3 separate regions of the Sus scrofa genome follow, and regions 1 and 3 are each linked to region 2. The links are chromatin contacts, called in public HiChIP or PLAC-seq maps. All regions are on one chromosome and are shown on one strand. The core of a region is the stretch at or near the end of the contact, and the rest is flanking DNA. Distances in the headings are between cores, read along the strand shown. Region 1 has its middle 570 kb from the start of ZNF608. Region 2 overlaps ZNF608 (zinc finger protein 608). Region 3 overlaps LOC110259460 (a long non-coding RNA gene).

Evidence for each region. HiChIP or PLAC-seq counts read pairs in DNA pulled down with a chosen protein or histone mark.
Region 1: a contact with region 2 is called in an H3K27ac HiChIP or PLAC-seq map of skeletal muscle, with 5 times the contacts expected there. The contact joins two enhancer-like sites. A contact is called at or near these places in 4 of 47 Hi-C or Micro-C datasets (embryonic fibroblasts, fetal skeletal muscle, heart right ventricle and 1 more) and 1 of 2 datasets of contacts at active chromatin or transcription factors (skeletal muscle).
Region 3: a contact with region 2 is called in an H3K27ac HiChIP or PLAC-seq map of skeletal muscle, with 4 times the contacts expected there. The contact joins two enhancer-like sites. A contact is called at or near these places in 2 of 47 Hi-C or Micro-C datasets (embryonic fibroblasts and fibroblasts) and 1 of 2 datasets of contacts at active chromatin or transcription factors (skeletal muscle).

Annotation. Positions count from the first base shown.
Region 1 is chr2:127,587,540-127,590,239 of Sscrofa11.1, forward strand. No RefSeq gene overlaps it. Among named protein-coding and RNA genes, the nearest start is that of ZNF608, 570 kb to the right of the region's middle. Within about 2 kb of position 1,447, at least 15 of the 83 cell types and tissues checked have an H3K27ac peak or open chromatin away from gene starts, as enhancers often do. A contact at or near this core is called in fetal skeletal muscle and skeletal muscle, where this site is marked.
Region 2 is chr2:128,059,460-128,062,180 of Sscrofa11.1, forward strand. All of the region lies in intron 3 of ZNF608 (zinc finger protein 608), which reads right to left. Among named protein-coding and RNA genes, the nearest start is that of ZNF608, 96 kb to the right of the region's middle. Within about 2 kb of position 1,257, at least 53 of the 83 cell types and tissues checked have an H3K27ac peak or open chromatin away from gene starts, as enhancers often do. A contact at or near this core is called in fetal skeletal muscle and skeletal muscle, where this site is marked.
Region 3 is chr2:127,786,006-127,788,705 of Sscrofa11.1, forward strand. All of the region lies in intron 2 of LOC110259460 (a long non-coding RNA gene), which reads right to left. Among named protein-coding and RNA genes, the nearest start is that of ZNF608, 370 kb to the right of the region's middle. Within about 2 kb of position 1,311, at least 33 of the 83 cell types and tissues checked have an H3K27ac peak or open chromatin away from gene starts, as enhancers often do. A contact at or near this core is called in skeletal muscle, where this site is marked.

The DNA.
Region 1 (2,700 bases), core at 197-2,696, 470 kb before region 2:
CACTTCTGGTCATATATAAAACTATCTGTTCTTCTTCGAACATGTTTAAGGAGAAGTTGGGCAAACAAAACTAGTTCTAAGGCACGGCTCCATTCGCATACTCTGCACTGATGCTTCTAGAAAGTGTATTTATAATGTGTATTTACTTTAAGAAGATCAAGACACTTACTTTTAAAATACGTTTCTGTGATATGTGCTCCCAGAGTTGGACATTAATCAAACCTAAGTAGAATCAACTGAGAGTCAAACTGAATCTCAGAAGCAGAATAACTGGCTTTAGAGAAAGGGCTGGAGGGCTTAGGAAAAGGTCCTCAGGGAAGCAGGCTGTACTTGGAATGTGAGTACCAGTCATTCTATGTGCCACTGGCTGTGTCTGTCCTTAGTGGTCTCAGATCCCATTGTGAAGGAAGGACTTTGGGAACATCCTTCTCCCTCTTGCCTCTCTTCTCCATTTGTAGGTTACATAGAAGCAAGACCAAGAGAGTATGAACTAACATTCAAATTTAGGGCTTATACTTTTTTAAGTTTTTAGTAAGATAACAAGAGTAAACAAAAGAGCTTTGTTCCCAGTCTTAATTTTAATTGGTTCATGCAAAGATATTTTCTAACCATTGGAATCCACAACCTAATCATTAACTTAATCATCCTATTAACTTTGCCAATATACATTGCTTTATGCCATACTGACCTACTCATGTGCACAAAATATGTGTGCAACATTCAGAGATACAGCAAGTTGTGTGTCTGTATGGAGAAAGACACAGACACACACACACACACACGCACAGAGCAGGTCAAGACAACAGCTGTTCAGCATTATTTACAATATACAGGCATCAGTGATGACCTAAAGAGCTGAAGAAAAAAACAGGCCATATTTTCAGCTTAATAAAACCCTGCAGTAGGGAGCCCTTTATGAACAATTACAAGCATTTGCCGGAAATACATTTGCTGATTTAACAAACTGGGTAGGACAAATGTTTAACATGCTGTCGTAATGATGTTCAGATGCTTTTCTTAGTATTCGTTGATCTGAGATAATGCGTTCTTGCCCAATCATTCTACAAAGCAGCAGCAGAAATAAATAAATAAATAGATGTAACGTGATGCGCTCCCACAATAGCAGCGCTGCTGACTGCCCCTGACAGATGGGGAAAAAAAAAGTCAATATGATGCCTGAGACAGCCCAGGCTTGGCACCGCAGAATAAATTACATGATTCGCTGAATGCCTGGGCTTCGCTCAGACATACAAAAAAATTGGAAAGATAAAAGCTTGCATTGGCTTCAGATGATATTTACTGCTTGATGGATTTACTAGCAGCCCCAGTACAGTCATACTGTATTGAATTATTGGCCTCTATTTAGCTGTGTGTCTGTCGGATCTTGAGTGTCCATTTAAGCGTAAGTGAGCTGGAGGCCCGCCAAGCCTCTCAGAGGCTCTGGGTACAGAGGGAGATGTGAGCTAATGGCCACCAGCCCGAAGAACAGAGAGCTGGAGGACACTGGGGGAGGCAACAAAGCCCAGCTACAAAGTACTTTCTTATCAATATTAATGCCAAAATAAATATTAATGGAGGCTGCCCGGCACATCATTTTTGAATGTGCCTTGTTTTCTTTGTATTTTAACACAAATGGCTGGAAATGACTGTGTGATTTTTCTCTTTCTTTCACATTTTCTTTCTTGCTCTGAATCTAAGCAAGAATTTGGAAAAGAACATTAGCTTTGCTCCTACCGTTGTCACAGCGGTGGGGTTTCTATAAGGCAAAGGAGGCAAATGAAATGCTGGTTTTAAGAGGTATACGGCTTCCAATAAAATATATGATTAGAATAGTAATGCACAGTATTGCAGCTATTGTTATGGATTCTTTATTGCATTGTGCTCAGGCAGTTCAACTGAGAAGTAGCATTTCATGTACAAAGAACCCAATGGGAAAGTCGCATTGTCATCTTAGCTTCAAAAAAAAGAAGGTGGTGTGTGGCAGGGGGGCAAAAGGGTCCATGGGGACTCTCTGTACTTTCGGCTCCATTTTGCTGTGAACTTAAAACCACTCTAAAAAAATAACATTTACTAATTAAATGAACACGCACACAAAGAAGGTGTAGGTACGGTGGGCATGGTGGGGAACAAAGAGAGCTAAGTGCCCAAGGCACTGGAGTGACCCAGAGTCCAAAACGTGAGTGAACTGAAATTGTGCATCATGTGTGCACGATGGGGAAGTGAGCGTAAGCCAGAGAGATGGAGCAGTTAAGAGAAGGTCTAGGGATTATTCCCAGGTTACTCACTTTTTATGCGAGTGATCAGGGGAAGGGTTACTGTGCAGGGCTCCAAAGTGAGATCTATGGCAGGAGTTTTCAGCTATCTGTGCAAGGGAACTGCTTCCCCCTGGGCAGCACAAAGCAACCCAGCATTCTCGGAAGATGCATGTGGAGCGTGCCAGATGACTGAATGCACAGGGTAGCTTCAAGAGGACCTCCTTGCTCTGGCGAGAGCACAGATAGCCTCCAGGAGCAGGAAACGGGCTGCAGGTGAACCATCCCCGTGTTAACTCACCATGGAACCAAAGCTGGGAAAATCACTTCATTCCTTTTAGCCACTATTTCCTAGCCCGTAAAACAGCTGCTGATGTCATCACAATAACAATTTACTACTTCACAAGATCTTTAGTGGATCAGGTGGGGCAGGAATGATGAAAAGGGG
Region 2 (2,721 bases), core at 7-2,506:
AAAATAATGGTGATTTTTATTTAGAAAAAAAATGATGTGTATGCACAAAAATAGGTCTAGAGGGAGGAAAGCTGGAGGTTGGAGTTCAGCTAGCAGACAATCAGCTGTGTTTCTTGTTTCTAATCCTCCCCTCTCTGGCTTTGTGAGACAAGAATCAGCCTTGGTATGGTATCTGTTTCACTGTTTGGTCTTGTTTCATATTAAGGACTCCTAAAATAGCCCTCTTAAGAAAATAAATGTGCACAATAGGTTTACTCTTGGGGTTATCTTTAGAATCAACTCTAGTAAGCATTTGCCACAGAGGATTAGAAAAAAAAAAATCTCAAAACCAACACACTTGTTTCCTGCAAGCCATTCTGCTTTTCCCAACTGCTTTGCAGACAGACAATTTAATTTAGCACTGCATCTGTGAATTACCAAACTTAAGTGCACTTAGTATACCAAATGTCACAGGGAAACAAAATATAACTCCTCTTTATTTCTCTAGAGGACAAGTGCCACATTTTTTTTTAAACTCACTCTTTTAAAGCATACATTAAAACACCTAGATTTTGAGACATACATAACATATTTAGGGTAATGAAATAAAGCATTTAAGTCTCCCTTTGTTTCTCTAACACGCCCCTCCCCCGCTTCTTTCTTGGAAACACCAGGGACAATACTCAAAGTCTATTCCTAGCTGATTTACCCACTAGCTCACTGCCATTTTGAATTCTGCAGAAAACCTGTACTTGAACTCCTTTATGTTAAAGGATACTCACAAGTAAGATTCATTTCCTTGGAACGTTTTTTAACGGCAGGTAAAAGCAGTTGAATAGTTGGGAAGTAGTGGAAAAGAAAACATTTCTTTCAAAAGTCCCCAAAAAGAGACTTGAAAATTGTTTCCCATATGGTCTGCGTTACTATGACTTAGGTGACAGCCGAATCTACTCACTGTATCAATGGGGGAGGGGAGGGGCGGGGCGGAGCGGGGTGGGGGGCAGTTAGCAGGAAGCAAAGTAAGCATTTCCTCAAATCACAGTTGATTCCATTCTAATTCTTTCAGGGGAAAAAAATTCAAGCCATGGAGTATAAAAATTCATATTGAGATGAGAATCAATTGTAATTAGGCATTTGGTCAAAATGTGCACAAGACAGAACAATTGGAGGAAAGGATTCTTTATGAGCACATCCCTTCAGGAAAAGGGAGGGGGTAGGAGACAAGGTGAAGGGGAAGATGGAGCTGGTTTTCTCATCATCTGCTCTCTGGGGCACTGTGTGTGGTGTCAAAGACCTTTGCAGCTGCTTAAAATTCTTTAGCATGTCAGCTATATTTACAGTGCTGGAATATATCTGTATTGCCAGAAGGTTACTGCATTTTAGTTTTAGATGCAATAGGCTGAATCACAGCATTCCAGAGTCCCTGATGTAGCACAAATGTATAATTAAAACTGCTTGAAAGGAAACATGAAAGAAACAACAAACCCTCCATTCTTACAGTAATAAAATTAAAAACAGGAAAAGTCTGCACAGACACTTAACATTTGTCTGCAGTGAAAGGCTTTTGTTATTGCTTTTCCCCTAAGGGTTTCGCGTTTCCAGCAAACGCTGCCCTCCGATTGGCCGGCGCCTTCTGGGAACGCCGGCGTCTGATTGGCTGGGCTGAGGGCGGCCACCCGGAGCAGCAGGCAGCCGCGGGGGATAAAGGAGCATCGCTAGGGGAAGAGGCGGCGGCTGCAGTGGCCGGCCGGCCGGCAGAGAGGCGGGGGCGCGCTTCCCAAGCAGGGGTTCTCTTGGGGACAGAGGGCTGCCCGGCTCGGTAAATCAACGTCGGCTGGTCTTTGTGATGAAAGGCTACTGTCCGTGTGACTGTGCTGGGTTTCCCACCATGAGCCACGCTGCGCAGTTCCACGTTGCACACCAGCCCGCCCACAAACCCTCAGCATCGAATTCCAGGTCTTGGAATAGGACAAAGGGAAACGTGGGGGCTGGCGAGAAGGGCAGGACCCCAACACGCATTTAATCATTCGTTATGTGGGGTTTACCACGTGAAACTGTCAGGTCGCATAGGCAAAACAAGTTGTAACTTCCACGCTGCAGAGCTATTCACCATCGCAGGATAGGATTTCTAGAAGCCACAAGAGCATACCTCTAATCTAAGTACAAGTGATATTATTATAATCACCATCATTGTTAGCACTTGGTGGGAATAAAATCCTTAAAAAAAAAAAAGCCATTTTCAACTTCTCATTTTCCTAGTATCCCTTCATATTAACAAAAACAAACAAAAAAAACCAACTCCACTCCCAGGAAGATTTTGAATAGTTTCTCTGATTAAATACGTGTGCTTGGTCTATTTTTCTGTATATGCATAATCCATATCACAATGTCACCGAATGTTATCTGCCTAGAAGTCACATGAATATACGCATGCGCATGTTTACATGGCCAGGCCAAATCTGCTGTGTTGGAATGACGGTTTAAGGAATGCTTCTCATATAAACTACAAAGTGTATTGTTTCTCCATTAGGAAGTCTATGTTGAGACAACATCCTATTGTGTGGGCCAAGTACAAAGTAAGCAGTTAGCTCTATAAGATATAATCGGCTGATTTTGCAGCAGCCTCAACATCATGAACACTTTCTGATGCATGGCGATATAAAGCACACCATACTTTTTTAAAGGCATTAATGCCCAACACTAAAGTTAGTCCTTTAAAAGTCTAAATTTGAAGTTCGTAAG
Region 3 (2,700 bases), core at 61-2,560, 270 kb before region 2:
GGTTGAGGGAGTCTGAGGGAGACCTTCGTTGACAGCTTCCATTGTCTCTGTGAGGTAGAGTAGGGTCGTGGAATGGGAATTAGCAGGAGCTGGGATGAAGGGTGGGGCGGTCACAACGTGAGGGAGGTCGGAGGCCTGAGAGCAAGGAGCACGTTAGGCAAGCAGAGAAGGACCACCTGGAAACACCGAGTGCCTGGGAGAAGCTGGGGCTCTCGAAGCTGGGGCTGGACCAGTCCTCCCAGTCACATTCTTTTAGCAGTTTTCACAATCCCAGACTCAGGGATGAAGAGACAGGCAACGGGATGCACCCACTTGGGTCACTCTTCCAGCATCGGAAGCCAAAGAGCTGGCCCTCTCCTGGGATAACAGGGAGGGGTCACATCTGAGGATTTAGAGAGAGTCATGTGCAATCAACAAATTACCTAAAATTATTTCCACCACCAAAGCCAGGAGAAGGGGAGACGTAGCGGAAGCTAATAGTTGAGACCTGAGTTCTAACTCCGCCCTAAACAGCTACACCTCCTTCATCAAGTCAGTGGGTCTCCATCTTCTCATCTCTACAATAAAAGAATGGCTGGAGGCATTCTCTTCCAAGTCAGTGACCTAAGTTTCTGGGAAAACATTACTGCTCACCCATACCAAGTACGAGGGGATCTCCACAACCTCACCATAAATGCGGGAAAAGTGACCCTATTGCTCATTTCATAAACAAAACCGAGGGGGAAATTTCTAGAAACTCTCTTAGACTTAAGAACAGAGATCCCTTACCACCAACCTCTAATTGACCCTACTCTATTTCACAGAGAAAACAGAAGCTGTCAACGAAGGTCTCCCTCAGACTCCCTAAAGAATGTTCTAACCCACATTCAGAAACACCCCCAGATTAGTCTTGCCCAGGAGAGGTCTATAGAATCTGTGATATTATCTAGAAAAGCAGTTCAACTGTTAGAACGTCCCAGAGAGAAAACCGTGTCACCGGAACTAAGTGAAGTGACTGGGAAGCAGCCACAAAAAAAATCATCCCCCTCAGAGAGAAGACATATGAGCCGACAGGATTTAACAAACCTTTGTGTAACCCTAAAATTAACTGACACACAGTTTAAAGCCAAATCAGGGGGGAAAAAAAAAAAGAAATCTTTTTGAGAAAGTCACTTTCCTAGAAACTCAGGCCGGAGAGCAGAGGAAGGATTTTTCTTTCATTTTCTTTCCCAGCCAGATGAGTCATTTCAGAACAACCACTGAGTGCTGAACAATGAGACATTCAAGGACCAAAACCAGAGAGTCATTTTTTTTTTTCACCACAACACCCTCGGGTAGCTGTTCACTGTCTCTGGCAGACAAAATTATTTTCCAGCCGGCTCCTGGAGGACCATCTATAAACAAATTAGAAATTTCAAAGGGTTTGTTTTCTGCCTTCTGGCTGTCAGTAGGGGCCGTTCCCTTTGTGTCCTTCATATGAAAAAGTAATTTAACAAAGAAAAAAAGAGAGAGCACACCTCGGTTCGAAACAGACAAGCATGTACCCTCTCTCCCCCTCCCTTTCATCACACCCCCCTCTGCCCATTGTCATGTTTGGTCAGTTTTCTGTCAAAACAACTTTTATTGTATGCAGCTTTCATCCTGCAGGGCTCTGTGAGCTTGAGAGACAAGTTGTTTTCCTACAGCCATTCCATCAATAAGAAGAAAATGGAAAAAGAGCACTGATTTATGGCTGATTCTCCCTAACAAATAGTGGCAGTGACCACCCACCAAGCTATGTAGGGAGGGGAAGTTAAAAGTGGGCCCCATTGCCACCCAGCTCAGATTCAGACCCAAAACAAGAGATCTCTATAAACATGTTCCAAAAGCTGGTCAAGGAAGGCATGGTACATATTTCAGCAGGAAGAGAGAATGAGTCTGCCTAATGCTAACTCAGAAGAGGAATTAAGCTTCATGTCTGGCCCTTCTAGAAAAACTGCCCCCTCAAAAGATCCCGGTGGATGGGAAGCACCAGGTAGTTAGACATAAGGAACGTAGTATATTTCAAAGGAGAAAGCTGGCAAAATTGGTGCCCAGTGTACCAGTAAGGAAACTTAGACCTAAAGGGAAAGGAAGGTATATCACCAAACAGTGACACAGCAAAATGTCCAGAGGAGAGGACAGGGTCACAGCTCCTTGTTTTATGTGGCCCAGAGACAGCATTTGGGGAATAAGATGCTTTCCTTGGTTTTGGCTTGAAAAGTCCATTTTCTCATTATTATCTTATTTTTCATTCTTTGGGATTGATTTGGGGCTTGGCTAGCAGTCAAGAGCTGGAGAACATGAGGTTCGCAAATGCAGCTATTTCTAGCAGGCTGATACGCTCTACTAACCATGGTTTAAGTGGCATGCCAAATCTGGACTTTGCTTTCTAGGTTTGCACTCTAAGGTGAACAGGTCTTCAAAGCCTTGCTAGCACAGAGCATTTCATTTAAAGAAATTCTTGGCTCAGGCAAACCAATTTGGAACCGTTGGGTGTATGCCAAGAGAGAGAAAAATACCGGGTGGCTTAATGTGGTTTAGTGCACTTTTTTTAAAAGGTGTATTTTGCATACACTTATTTCCAATTCTTTGTCTGCAGAGTGTCTGGATTCTGCAGGTAGATTTCTAACAGTAATTCCAGGCTTGAGGATCAAGTAAAGAACGAAAATGGCTTGAGAAGTAAAAGCTTCAGAACAGTCA